Regions from separate parts of the Canis lupus genome. Here region 2 is linked to region 1. The links are chromatin contacts, called in public Hi-C maps. All regions are on one chromosome and are shown on one strand. The core of a region is the stretch at or near the end of the contact, and the rest is flanking DNA. Distances in the headings are between cores, read along the strand shown. Region 1 overlaps CCL28 (C-C motif chemokine ligand 28). Region 2 holds the start of HMGCS1 (hydroxymethylglutaryl-CoA synthase, cytoplasmic).

The links. A called contact is a pair of places that touch in the nucleus more often than the background predicts.
Region 2: a Hi-C map of blood shows a contact between it and region 1, with 3 times the contacts expected there. The contact joins the promoter of HMGCS1 here to the enhancer-like site in region 1. A contact is called at or near these places in 3 of 9 Hi-C or Micro-C datasets (amygdala and blood).

Annotation. Positions count from the first base shown.
Region 1 is chr4:67,493,123-67,499,676 of UU_Cfam_GSD_1.0, forward strand. All of the region lies in intron 1 of CCL28 (C-C motif chemokine ligand 28), which reads left to right. Among named protein-coding and RNA genes, the nearest start is that of CCL28, 12 kb to the left of the region's middle. Within about 2 kb of position 2,074, at least 16 of the 20 cell types and tissues checked have an H3K27ac peak or open chromatin away from gene starts, as enhancers often do. A contact at or near this core is called in blood, where this site is marked.
Region 2 is chr4:67,547,857-67,555,123 of UU_Cfam_GSD_1.0, forward strand. HMGCS1 (hydroxymethylglutaryl-CoA synthase, cytoplasmic) reads left to right here and starts at 3,443. Exons shown (of 13, transcript XM_038535173.1): 1 at 3,443-3,561; 2 at 4,433-4,611. The coding sequence starts at 4,557.

The sequences.
Region 1 (6,554 bases), core at 824-3,323:
TGTATATTTGGTGCCTAGAACAATGAAAGACACCAAGTAGGTGCTCCACAAACGCTGATGGAATTTTACTGACCTGGCAATCACTTTCATTAGTAAAATAATAAATTTGCTGGAATGATTCAAACTCAAAAAATGTGTGTGAGCCAGTGTTGATATTTTCCCAAGGGGGTTTTTCCTTGACCTAATCCAGGTTAAATTTTCAATAAAAAATAAAATGAAGGAAATGTAGAAAACTGATCAATCCAACCAAGGAAAGGAGGGAAAAAAGGATGATAAGAAGAAAACACAAAATAAGGTGGGTAAGTAATTAATCAAAAGATTTAGTGTCACAATATTGGTATCAGAAAAGTAGAACATAGGCAAAAACTTGGAATAGGACTAGAGGAATTTCACAGGAGGATAAAAAGTATCAGTTCCCCAAGAAGGTACACCTAAGACTGCCTTAAGAGTGCAGGGTCAAATTTTGTTTTTATTTAAAATTGTAGTAAGGGGCAGCCCGGGTAGCTCAGCGGTTTAGTGCCTGCCTTCGCCCAGGGCCTGACCCTGGAGACCTAGGATCGAGTCCCACATCAGGCTCCCTGCATGGAGCCTGCTTCTCCCTCTGCCTGTGTCTCTGCCTCTCTCTGTCTGTCTCTCATGAATAAATAAATAAAATCTTTTTAAAAATAATAAAATTGTAGTAAGGTTGATCCTTGAACATCCCAGGGGTAGGGGATGTCCAAACCCCCAAAATCCCTTTTGACTTCCCCAAAAATTAACTACTAAGTTAATTAAGCTTTAGTAACCTACCATTGGCCAGAAGCTTACCAATAACAGCTAATAAATACGTACTTTGCATGTTTACATGTATTATATACTATGTCCTTAAAATACAGTAAGCTAAAGAAAATGTTAAAATCGTGAGGAAAATACATCTAGGGCACTGCATTTATCAACAAGAAATCCTCAGAGGTGGACCCACACCCTTTAAACCCACGTTGTTCAACGGTCAACTGTATTTTATTCGTCATACACTTTTTTTTGGTATGAACTTTTATTTTTAAAAATATTGCCTAAAATATTATTTAATCTCAACTACTGAATTTTTTGGAGCACCCATGTCAAATTTTTCCCCTGGGGGACGCCTGGAGGGGGGCTCAGTGGGTTAACCGGCTTCCCGTTCGGGTCATGACCGTGGCATCCCGGCATCCAGGGGACGCCCCCACGGGGGAGCCTGCTTCACCCAATCCCTCTGGCCCTCCCCCCGCTCATGCTCTCTCTCAAATAAATAAAATCTTAAAAAAAAAAAAAAAAATCGGGACGCCCAGGTGGCTCAGTGGTTGAGCATCTGCCTTCGGCCCAGGGCGTGACCCCGTCGTCCCGGGATCGAGTCCCGCGTCGGGCTCCCTGCACGGCGCCTGCTTCTCCCTCTGCCTGTGTCTCTGCCTCTCTCTCTCTGTAAAATAAGCAAATAAATATAAATAAGTCTCTAAAAATAAATAAATAAAATCTTAAAAAAAAAGAAAACTGCCCCTGAGGCTAGCGCCCTACTCCAATCCCCGCTGAGGATAGAAGGGCCCTTGCGTGCGTCTGAAATATAAGCCCAGCGGACACGTACTGCCAAACCATAAGAAAAAAATCCGACCTAATCTCGACAATAGTGAGATTTTTTTTTAACATACCCGCATCAGAAACTGACAGATCATTCAAAAAACTAAAATTAAAAAAAATTTTTCAAAAAAAAAAAAAAAACCCTAAAATTTTCCCGCAGCTCCTTGAAGGGCAGGCGTCGGCAGGCGGTGCAGGCCGGGCTTCCCAGCGGCTCCCGAGGGCCCAGGCCGCGCCGCGCAGGCGCACGCACTTCCGGCCGCCCTCCCGGAAGAGGCTGGCGCGAGGGGCCGGCCGTGGCCCCGCCCCTGGGCGTATCCCTCGTTGGACGCGGGCCGCTGCTTCCGGAACGTCCTCTCCCCGCGCCGCGCGCGCCACCGCGGGCTAGCTGAAAAGCCACCGGCGCCGTGCCCGTTGCGCACGCGCAGAGGCCGGAGGAGCGGCGGGATGTGGCCTCAGTATGCCTCGAGGAACACCACCCGCTTCTCCTTGCGTCCGCCCTTCCTTCTCCTCCTCTTTGGGCTCCGGCTTGGGCTCCGGCTCCAGCACCAAGTGTCCCGCTCCCGGCCTCTCCTCCCACACGGCCATGACCGCAGACACGTGAGCGCGACGGCCGTAAAGCGCCGCGACGTCGCGCTTTTGTCTTTTCCCATCTTTGGTTTGGGTTCAGGGTCCTCTTGATTTTTCTCTTGTAGGTTTTTGGGTTGAACGCTTAATTGTTTTTTCGTGCGTGTGTTTTAAATAAATGCACTTAGGCTATGCCACCTGTTATAATAAGTAGTACTTCCACTTTTCAGAGTACTGTGATCTTTTTTCTTTAATCTGGATCAAATGGTTTTTAGCTTCAAAACATGATATTTGTAAGTTTATAAATATGTCGTGTATTACTTAGATCCAAGCTTTAAACGGTTACTTTGCACGAGAACCTCCTCTTCAAACCCTATTAAGAATGGGGAAAAAAAAACCAACAAACCCGAACTGCAAAAAAATGCAATGCAACTTTGTAATGTAGGGGAGGGAAAAAAAAAAACCCTTACCAGGATCTCTTGACGGGTGGTTTCTGTAACAAAAGACATTAAAAAGGGAAAAGCATACAAATCTATGTAAGTTTTAATTGACATAGCAGCTTTCATAAGGAAATGAAGACCCAAAGAAGTTTGAATCAACGCTTATAAAGTTGGACAGAGTGGTAAATTGTGGAAAAGTGACCAAAGGGACTTGGGCGAGGTGACCAGGAAGATAGATAAGGGTTCGCTTAACAGAGTTGGTTTGTACAGATTTCTCTCGGCCTCGACTTCCCCTGGAGTAGAGGAGCACCAGCTGACTCAAAGGGATGAAGTGCCGCCCTCTGGTGATAAAAATGCCTTCCTCCAAGTGCAGGGAGAGCATCTTTTACTTGGGAGTTTTATCTCCCCAGGGATTTTAGGAAAGTTAGGATGGCCTTTGTGCATTGCAATTTTTTTTTTTTAAGTGACTTTAACTTAAAATAATGAGGTGGCGTTTTCCGAATGCCTTCAGTGAAAATAAATTAGAAATTGTAGATGAAAGGGACAATGTCTTAGAAAACTAAGATACCGGGATTGAGCAGAGAAGACCTAGAAAACCCCCCAAAACAAATAACTATTAAAGAAATTAAATCAGAGTTGAACACATTTCCTTCAAATAGACACCAAGCCTAGATGGTTTCAGAGATTTTACCAACCACTGGAGGAACAGACCATCCTCATCTTATAAAATCTCTTCAAATAATAGAATGGCAGAGAAAACTACCCAGTGCATTGTTGAGATTAATATAACCTTAATATCCAAAACTTTCAAGATTGATATTAGGGGATAAAAGAATGGACAAATCTTGTTTATGAAAATAAATGTAAAAATCTAAATAAATAGCAGATCAAACTCAGAATCGTATAACGATTAATACATTATGACCAAGTATGGTTTATCTCCAGAGGGCAAGGAAGAAAATAGATTAATCCATCATAGTAATTTAAATTTTGTGTATTGAGTTTACGGTGGGGTAAGCACTGTTCTAGGCATTTAGCAAGGTAATAAAGGAGAAAAGCCTTGAGGTGCCTGGCTGGCTCAGTCTGTAGAGCACCTGAGTCTTGACTTGGACTAGTGAGTTTGAGTCCCACATTGGGTGTAGAGATTACTTTAAAGATTTTTTTTAAATAAAGGAGAAAAGCCTTTCATTGCTATACAGGATTTGAGAAGGAAGAGATTAAAAAAAAAAAGTATGTTTACCTAGAAAACCAAAGAATATCAACTCCAAACTATTACAACTAAAAAAAAAGTACAGCAAAGTTGTTGGCTACAAGATCAACATAATCAACAGCATTTTTACACATCAAAAAAAAAATTAGAAAAGGTAATTTTTCTTTGTTTTTAAAGATTTTATTTGTTTATTCATGAGAGACACACACAGAGAGAGGCAGAGACACAGGCAGAGGGAGATGCAGGCTCCATGCAGGGAGCCTGATGTGGGACTCGATCCCAGGTCTCCAGGATCACACCCTGGGCTGAAGGCGGCAGCGCTAAACCCCTGAGCCACCCAGGCTGCCCTAGAAAAGGTAATCTTTCAAAGACCATTCACAATAGCACAAAACTTATAAGGATATATAACAATATTTTATTATTTTTTCATAAAGGTCTTAAAGGACATCAAAGAAACCCTGAATAACTAGAGAGATAATTGCATATTTATGGATGGGAAAGCAGTATTTTTTTCAGATGTCTGCTCTCCCAAAATTTAGTTGTAAATTCAGTGCAATTCCAGCCAAAGCTCCAAAGATTTTTGAAGAACTTAAGCAGATTCTAAAATGTATAGGAATGGTAAAGAGCCAAGAACAGTCAAGACAATTTTGAAGAATCAGTTGGATAAGTAAACTTAATTGTGTTAGGTATTAGGATTGATTAAAAAGTCACCTTAATTGAGACAGTATGGAACAGATGCCAAGATAGGTAAATAGAGCAATGAAACAAGAGAAAGCCCAGAAACAGACCTATGTGTATGTGGGAGCATGAAGACTTAAGGGGTGTTTGTGCATCAGTGAGACTGGGCAGTTCCACTGTGGAAAGGAAGCAATCCTGCCAACAAAAGATCCCTCTGTCCTAAAAGAGAAAAGAGAACAGAATATATTATTGAATGAGCGTTAGCAGATTTACAAGCCTGAAAGTGATTCTGAAGTTAGAACAGAATTGCACATATTTTATGCAAGAAAAAAGAAGAAAGAATAACTTCTTATCTCCTCAAAAAATGGGGGTTTACCTCGTGTGGCAGTCCGTGTGCATCTTGGAAGAGACCCTGAGCTAATTCCAGAGGTACATTTTTACATACCTAGAGGTTCTTTGGCAGTTACCTTAGATATATAGTTATAGTATGACAACTGGAGACTGGGTTTAATCCTTAGAGAAATTTGCCTCTTGCAAAGCTTAGGGTAAGAACTCAGGTTCACTATGTCTCTAATGAAACACTCTTAAGAAAGAAGGGAAGGGGGGAATGGTCTCTTTGTCCTTTATAAATGGAGAAAATTTTTATTTACCTTTATGATTCTGAGCTATTGGTTATCCTAATGCAAATGATTCCTTTTCTGGCTCACAACATACATAAAACAAATTCTAGGTGTAAAAAGTAAAACTTTTTTTTTTCATTAGATAATATTTATTAGGGGCACCTAGGTGGCTCAGTCAGTTAAGCGTCTGCCTTAGGCCCAGATCATGATCTTGAGGTCCTGGGATAGAGCCCCACATCAGGCCCCCTGCTCAGCGAGGAGCCTGCTTCTCCCTCTACCTCTGCCACTCCCCATCACTTGTGTGCTCTCTCACTCACCTCTCTCAAATAAATAAAACTTGAAAGAAAATTTTATTTTTTTAAGATTTTATTTATTCATGAGAGACACAGAGAGGCAGAGACACAGGCAGAGGGAGAAGCAGGCCCCATGCAGGGAGCCCGACGCGGGACTCGATCCCAGGTCTCCAGGATCACACCCTGGGCCAAAGGCGGCGCTAAACCAATGAGCCGCCCGGGCTGCCCAAGAAAGAAAATTTTAAAAAGAAAATATTTATTGAGCACTAATTATGTCCTGGACACCAAGGATATGAAAATGGATAAAGTACTGTCCTTTCTTCTTATTTTTTTTTTTAGTACTGTCCTTTCTATCAAGGAGTATAGATTCTAGCAAAGAGAATAGACATAAACCAAAAAATGAAGATAAACTACAAACACTCTAAAAGAAAGTATAGGGTACCTGGGGGAAACCTGTTGAGAGTTGATGATGGGATCTGATGCCAGGTGACAAGTCCTCAGCTGGTCACCCTAAACTATGCTTGTGGGGGAAATTGTCCAGGAGGCTGGTTTAGTTAAGGCAGGACTCACACTGGCTGGAACTTTAGCCTCAAGCCCCAACATGGAACCTGAGACCTGGTGAGCTGGTGTCTGTGGCTGAGAACTGGCAGGCTTGATTGCTAAAAAGTGAAGCTTTTAAAACAATGTTATTTTTATGATTTCTGGCTGAATAAGACATAATAGCAAACCATAAGGAAAAACTCTAAACATAGTTAAAAAATAAGCTACCAGGTGGGAGAAATCACCTTTCCAAAGAGATTCCCAGATAGGGCTCTTGGACTGAAACACTCTGGAATGTCCTTTCCAAAGCAAAGGGACATGTCTGGGGCAGTTAGGAAAGGATGTGGGGTGGAGCAGAATAAGCCTCACAATAAGCCAGAGACCATTGCTCACCCACACCTCTGGGTCCTGCACTTTTATTAAGCCCGCTATGAAGATTTCTTTTTTACTTGCAATAATTTTCTTCCCACATTTCCTTCTGGGAACCCCTACTCCATCAGACAGGCCTGTGTTTGTGTAAACTCCAGCTTTGGAACAAAAGCAGGTTCTTTCCCATGGGATTCCTTGCTTTATGCAGTGGAGGACCAGGGTGCTCTGGGGAAGGCTTAGCTCTTACCAG
Region 2 (7,267 bases), core at 2,193-4,692, 56 kb after region 1:
AGGGTGGACAGGTAGGGCATCCAGTGAAAGCTGTGATGAGCCTCAGGGTTCCGCAGTGCCAGAGCCAATGTGGGTCCTGGTCAGCAAAGGGAGAGTAAAGAACCCACAATCAGTGCTGAGTCTCCTCCTCTGATGTAAACAACAACCCAGGAAACTCCTGCAGATGCCATCTTGCCCAGTAGAGGGGCTTGTAGAGAGACAGCCCTGATAGGGAATTAAATTCAGAATCTATGGAATAGTTAGGCAAAATAAAGCTTGTCAATCTGAAGAGATGGAGAGACCTGTAATTGGGAAATTTGAAAATTCCTCCTACTCCACCCTCTCCTACTCTTTACCTAGTGAGATAAAGACTGGAAACCCAGCCTTTTGCTATATTTACTTTTCTCTTCCCCATTCTTTAGACTACGAACTCTTTGAGGAAAGAGTCTTTAATTGTGTTTTCTCACTATCTAGTGCAAATGGGAGCCATATAAACCATACAATCCAAATATTATCATTATAAGATATATCAATACAAAAAGAATTAAGATGATATTTCCTGGTTTTGTACTAAGTCTTGAAAATGTGATGTGGGGACACCTGCATGGCTCAGTAGGATAAACGTCTGCCTTCTGTTCAGGTCATGATCCCAGGGTCCTGGGATAGAGCCCTGAATTAGGCTCCCTGCTCAGTGGGGACCCTGCTTCTCCCTCTCCCTCTGCTCCTCCCTGCCCTGCTCATGCTCTCTCTCTCTCTCTCAAATATCTTTTAAAACATAATAAAATGTAGTGTGTATTTTACACTTATATTTCATCTCACTTTGCTAGCCAACTTTCAAGTATTCAAGAGCCACATGCAGCTAATGCTTGTCTTACTGGACAGCATAGGTCTAGCATAATCCCTGCCACAGAACAAGTAAAACGTAAATGTTTGTTCAATGGATGAATTTATTATTATAAATTAAATGTTATTAAATGTTATCATTACATCTTCCTGCCTCTTAATAAACTTTTGCTTCTTTCAAAGTAGGACAGAACAATAAACTGTATTTTGCCTTTGATGTATAGCATCTATAATGTATGACCAACATGAGTTAGCATTAAATTTAGAAACTATAATAAAACATAGATCTTAAGATGCACATTCTAGTATGACATCGACTTCACTGTGCTTGTGTAAAATTGTAGCTCAAAAAACTTACAGCCCCTTTGAAAATAAGTATATGTGTATTTTGTCCTCAATTGCATGGGCCATAGCTAATATTTCTGTAGGCTGGCATTATCTGCTATTATATTTCACAGACTCTCAGAGGCTTGTTCTTAAAAACTTGATTGAGATGCTCCATATCTAATTATTAACCCACTTCATCGTTCATTAGCCTCCCAGTACCATGCTCACTTTGCTTAACTGAAGATTAATTTGATCAAAAAGACAAGCTGTGCCTTGTGGGACTTTCTTGTTGTGCAAGGTGGTCATCCTCATAGCTCTCTGGCTAATCATTTCCTATGAACTCCTGGAGTTGGAACTATTTGCTCTCCCTAAGGACAAATTGTATCTTCTTTTTTTTTTTTTTAAGATTTTATTTATTTATTCATGAGACACACACACACACAGAGAGAGAGAGAGAGAGAGAGAGAGAGAGAGAGAGAGAGAGAGAGAGGCAGAGACATACGCAGAGAGAAGCAGGCTCCATGCAGGGAGCCTGATGTGAGAATCGATCCCAGGACTCCAGGATCACACACTGAGCTGAAGGCAGATGCTTAACCGTTGAGCCACCCAGGCATCCCTGTATCTTCTTTCTGTGTACTGCCTTTCAGTACATTCTAATATGCCAAGAATGTTGAATTTCCCCCTTCAAAATTGCTGTTGATCATAACCAGGCAATTTTTCTCTCTCTTTATCACCTAGTTGCTTTACAAGAGTATGAAATGGGCATTACTATGGAGTGCTAATTATTGAGTGGTCCATTCCCACAAGTAACTTATGCCACCACCTCTCAGTGGTTCCATTGCCAATATATTTGGCCACTTTGCTGCTGAGAATATCTCTTACTAAGTTATTACCTATAGTGGATAATAAATTTCCTGTAACAGTAGTTGTGTGATGCACAGAATCATCAATGGCCTCTTATCAACAGCATTCCTGGGTCTCAATGAAACAGGAGAGAGAAAGACATCTCTCAGGGTCCCCATCAAAGCTAATTTTTAGGGTTTCTCAATCTGAGGAGGAGATGAGGTAGAGTCTAATTTAAAGCCCTAAATGTCTTCCTTTGGGTTCTCACAAACAATGTTTCAGTGATTTCCTCCAGCTTGTTCCTCTCTATTTTCTGGGGGAGCTAGGCAGCTTATATCCTATGGATTTGCCATATCGACAATTACTGGGCCCCTTCCTTCTTTCAACAATCTTTAGGTTGTCACCTATCACATATCAAGCTCAGAAGATACAATGGGGCCAGATGGAGCCCCTTCCTTCGGAGTGTATGAGCTAGCAAAACTCCTAGAATCAGAATCCACTTCCTTGCTCAGGCAAGGCCCCTTACTGTCTACTTACTGGTGTGTCTAACCCCAACTTGCTTCCAGTTTACTTAGGAAGAATTGTCCCAATAGCAGTCTCTTAAAAAAAAAAAATTAAAAAAAAAGTCAAGGTAATTGTTTTTTTTAAAATAATAAATTTTTTATTGGTGTTCAATTTACCAACATACAGAATAACACCCAGTGCTCATCCCGTCAAGTGCCCCCCCCCAGTGCCCGTCACCCATTCACCCCCACCCCCCGCCCTCCTCCCCTTCCATCACCCCTAGTTCGTTTCCCAGAGTTAGGAGTCTTTATTTATGACAGAAGTCTCCCTTTCTGTCAAGGTAGCTTTGAACAGAGGGATTAGATATTCACAAACCGAGCGTTCACAACATGGACACATTTACAAATTCGGGGTGACATCCTGCTCCAACATGTAATGCAGGCGCCTTTGGCCGCTCTGGAAATTAGAGAGCGTTAAAATTGAATTCAAATAAAGTATTGCAGAAATCGTACAGGTGAAGCCCAGCTCTGTTGCTAGGCAACCTGACAGCCTCTCGAGTGGGGACCAACTTGCCTCCCACACTTGACCATCTCTCCCCAGTGGTGGGACGCGGAGGCCTCATTGGCTCCCGTCTCCTCGCACTGAACCCCAATTGGTCGGAGGGGCTCTCACTCCGCTCCCGTTGGCTCTCGCCGGCTCTCGCCGCTCTGTGATTGGCAGGCCGGCTCTCGGGCCACCGCACGTCACTCTCTCACCCCACTTCCTCGGGCCTCCAGCTTTGTCCCCGCCCCTTCCCCCGCCCTTCCAGCCACGAGGGAAAGCCCTAGCCGGGGCCCGCCTCCACGTCTCTCCGGATTGGCGGAAGCCGGCCGGGGGGGCGGGCTCTGCCGGGCCGCTCTGCGGGCCGCGATTGGCTGCCGGAAGCGCGGTCCAGCCTCCCCCCGACTCCCGGCGGTGCGGGAGTCGGGTGGGTCGGCGGCTATAAAGCTGGTGGCGGAGGGGAGGCGCCGCGTACTGCCCTTGCGTGGCTCGCTCCCTTCCCGGCAGCCGCCCGGTCACGTCTGGGTGAGTGCCCCGCGACGGGGGGAGCCGGGCTGCCGCGGCGCCGGGCGGGATGAAGGCCGGGCGGGCGGTGTCCTTGACTAGGCCCGAAGGAGCTCCAGCTCCGTCCCGGCGGGGGGGCGGGGGGCGGGGGCGGAGGCGTGGACCTGGCCCTGGATGGGGGCGCGGGCGCCGCGGGGTGCGGGGTGCGGGGCCGCCCCGCCAGCCGCCCGGGCCCGCAGGCGGGGGCTTTGACGGGGGGCTGGGGAGTCGCGGAGGGAGAAGGCGAAAGGGCGTTGAGGGCGAGGGTTCTAGTGACCTAGTCAGCCGGGGGCCGGGGAGCCGGGGGGCCGGGGCGCGGCCGTGATCGCCTTGAGGGGCGGGGGGCGGGGGGCGCCCCCGGAGCTGGGCTGCCCGGGCGTTCCCCGAGCTTTGGGGTGAGGGTGGACGCCGAGGGATGGAGAAGACCACGCCTGGTTAGATGGAGCCTCGTAGGTTGGCAGGGGGTGTGTCCTCTTGCAGCCACATAGAGTTGCTGGGAAAGGGAAGCGGGCGAGCATGACTTTCTTCCCTAGCTCAGGTGCAGAGAAGCATCAAAACCGGGATTTATTTTTTTTTAATATTTATATGTTTATTTATTTTTATTGGAGTTCAATTTGCCAACATATAGCATAACACCCAGTGCTCATCCCATCAAGTGCCCCCCTAAAACCGTGATTTAACGAGTACTTGGGCTGCTGACTGCTTCCGTCGGCTTGCTTCGGGTATCACAGGTTCCTGCCTCCCACCTACCTTCCCGCCTCCGAATTTTCTATGCCCCTGTTAAAGGGAAAAAAAAAAAAAAAAAAAGGTTTCCTGGGTGTTCTGAAATCCTGTGCCTCCCTCTTGCTAATAGTTTTAGAGCCGGTCTGACCTGCTGTGATGTAGTGGGCAGGTACCCGCAGGGCCTTCACACACGGAGGATTGGGGATTAAGCTAAGTGTATGGTGTCTTCGAAAAAACGTGTCCTTGTGTGACGGATGGTAGAGAAAAGGATTACTCTGAGCTTCCCTGGAGGAGGAATGTGGACAACAGGTAATGAAGGAGGTTATCTCTGCTTGTCATGTTTGCCCTGTGGCCTTGGCCTTAGGCCATCAAAGGCTTCTTTTCACCGCTCACCTCTGCTGCAGCGCTTCCCACAGCTGCTGATGCTCCCGTCAACCTGCCGCAGTTGGATGATGTGTTCTGGCTGTGGCTGAGTGATGTTTGCTCTATCACACTGCTGAATTCTGAAAAACAATGGCAAGATAAATGACAAAATCACGACAAATGAAGACGCTCATGTAGTTAACAGGTTTTTCCTTCTGAGTTGGAGTTTGGACTTTAGTTGTACAGATTCTGTTAGAAGGGAGATTGAAAGCCCTTAACATGGATCTGTCCAAATGGTTCTTTGCATCTTGAGACCTCTAAGCAGTTTGTGTTCTTTCTTTGATCAAAACTTTATATTTTTAAAATTTCAGTTATTTTTGTAGGGGTAAGGAGGGCAGGGATAGTATATTTTACGGGGAAGGAGAAAGACGCACTTTTCTCGGTGTTTAACCTTTGTAGGTCTCTCCTAAATTTGTAGATTTGCCCTTTTTATCCAATTCTAGTTTAATAGGTAACACCAATTCTTAGGAAGGCGCTGCCAATGGGGAGAAATTACAGGATGTTTTATGTACCATAAAAGGCCACGTCATCTGCTGGCTATTTCAGGGCCTTGCTTTTGATTTTGTTTTCTTAGGTATTCCTCCAGAGTGCTTTTACATCTTGTTTCTCTTAACTGTGGGATGGACTTTAAGACTTTTTGATTGAGATTTTAGATAGCTTTCATGGAAGGAAGTGCAAAACCCTGATAATTGATGTAATGTGTATTTACTCAGTGCTCTAGAATAATTTAAAACCATAAAACAGCTGGGATCCCTGGGTGGCTCAGCGGTTTAGCACCTGCCTTCGGCCCAGGGCGTGATCCTGGAGTCCCAGGATCGAGTCCCACGTCGGGCTCCTTGCATGGAGCCTGCTTCTGCCTCTCTCTCTCTGCCCCTCTATCTCTCTCTGTCTCTCTGTGTGTGTGTGTGTGTCTCATGAATAAATAAGTAAAATCTTTTAAAAAAAAAAAAAGGCAATGGAACTGAATGAGAGGAGATACAGTTGAGGTTCTGGTTTGAGGAATTTGATGGACTATATATCAGAATCTATATTTAGTTTCATGTAAAGAACTGAGTCTTATAATTTTATTTTATTTTATTTTAAAAGATTTTATTTATTTGAGAGAGACCGCACGAGCACTCACAAGGTGGGGGGAGGCAGAGGAAGAAGTAGACTCCCCACTGAGCAGGGAGCCCCTTGGACCGCTGGATCCCAGGACCCCAGGATCACATCTGCTGAAGGCAGATGCTTAACTGACTGAGCCACCCAGGCACCCTGTTTGACATTTTTATATTTCTCAAGATGATGGTACAGATTCAGAAGGTTGAAAAATATGTTACTCAATCTAATGGAATGGTAGTAGCCCTCAACTCTTAACAATCTATTCATTCTGAGACTTCTTGGTATATGGTGATGCTCACTTACTGTCTGTCAACTGAGTATAATGAAAGCAGTAGAGAAGCTAATTTTTCAAAGGCTTCATCGTTGCAGGTTTTGTGACTGGGGATATGTGCATATGGGAATGTTGGTAAGAGCAACACATGTTCTCTTATTCCATTGGATCACCTACATTTTTTAGTAGAAAGCCAGTTTTCTTAAACACGTTCCGGGCACTGTTTGGTGCTGCAACTCATTTAAAATGTGATAGCAAAAAGAACTTACTGATGAGAGCTGTACAAGTACTTAAATCTAAAAGATTTGTCCTCTAACTATGATAACTCCAAATTCAGCCCCTCAAAAAATGGCAGTTGAATGCCCTTTTCTCCAAGATCTCAAAGACATTTCTTTTTCTTTCTTTTTTTTTTTTTTTTAAGATTTTATTAATTTATTCATGAGAGACCCACAGAGAGGGACAGAGACATAGGGAGCCCGATGCAGGATTCAATCCCAGGACCCCGGGATCACAACTGAGCCAAAGGCTGATGCTCAACCACTGAGCCACCCAGGAGCCCCTTAGAGAGATTTCAAAAAAGGATCAAAATACAGCCCCCTCTCCCAGGAGACTTCTAGGAATTGAGTATGGATCAAAAGACTGCCCATGACTATTTTTCCAGGGAGTAGAATATGAAGACTTTGTGTGAATGACCTATACCTGCTGTAGAATTGCGGAGCCCTGATGAGAAACTTGAGGAAACCTTCCTGGAAGAGGTAGCTTAGAGTAGGGCCTTGCAATAGAAGTAGAATTTATAAGCAGACCAGGAACTCTGGGGCAGAGGCCGGAATGTCTATTTTTTTAACAGAGAACTAGACCAGAGTGTACAGGCATGGGCAAAGCCTTCACCAGTAGTTTTGCTTGCTTCTTCCCAAGGAGGAAAGGTCTTTCTCATTATAAAGGATGTCCTGTATTTCTCTCCTGTTATAGTGAAAAAGATCAGCAGGTAACCGCTTACTGTTTATCATGTACCTAAATGTGTGCTGGATGAACTTCTTTGACTCTTTGTTTGAATCAAGGCTGAGGAGGGATCCCAAAGAAGGAATTTAGAACTCTGAATAAACCCCAGGAGAAAGAAAGCTTCATTGCATGAACCTAGTTGATGCTAGCAGCCTCCCGCATTCTTCAGTT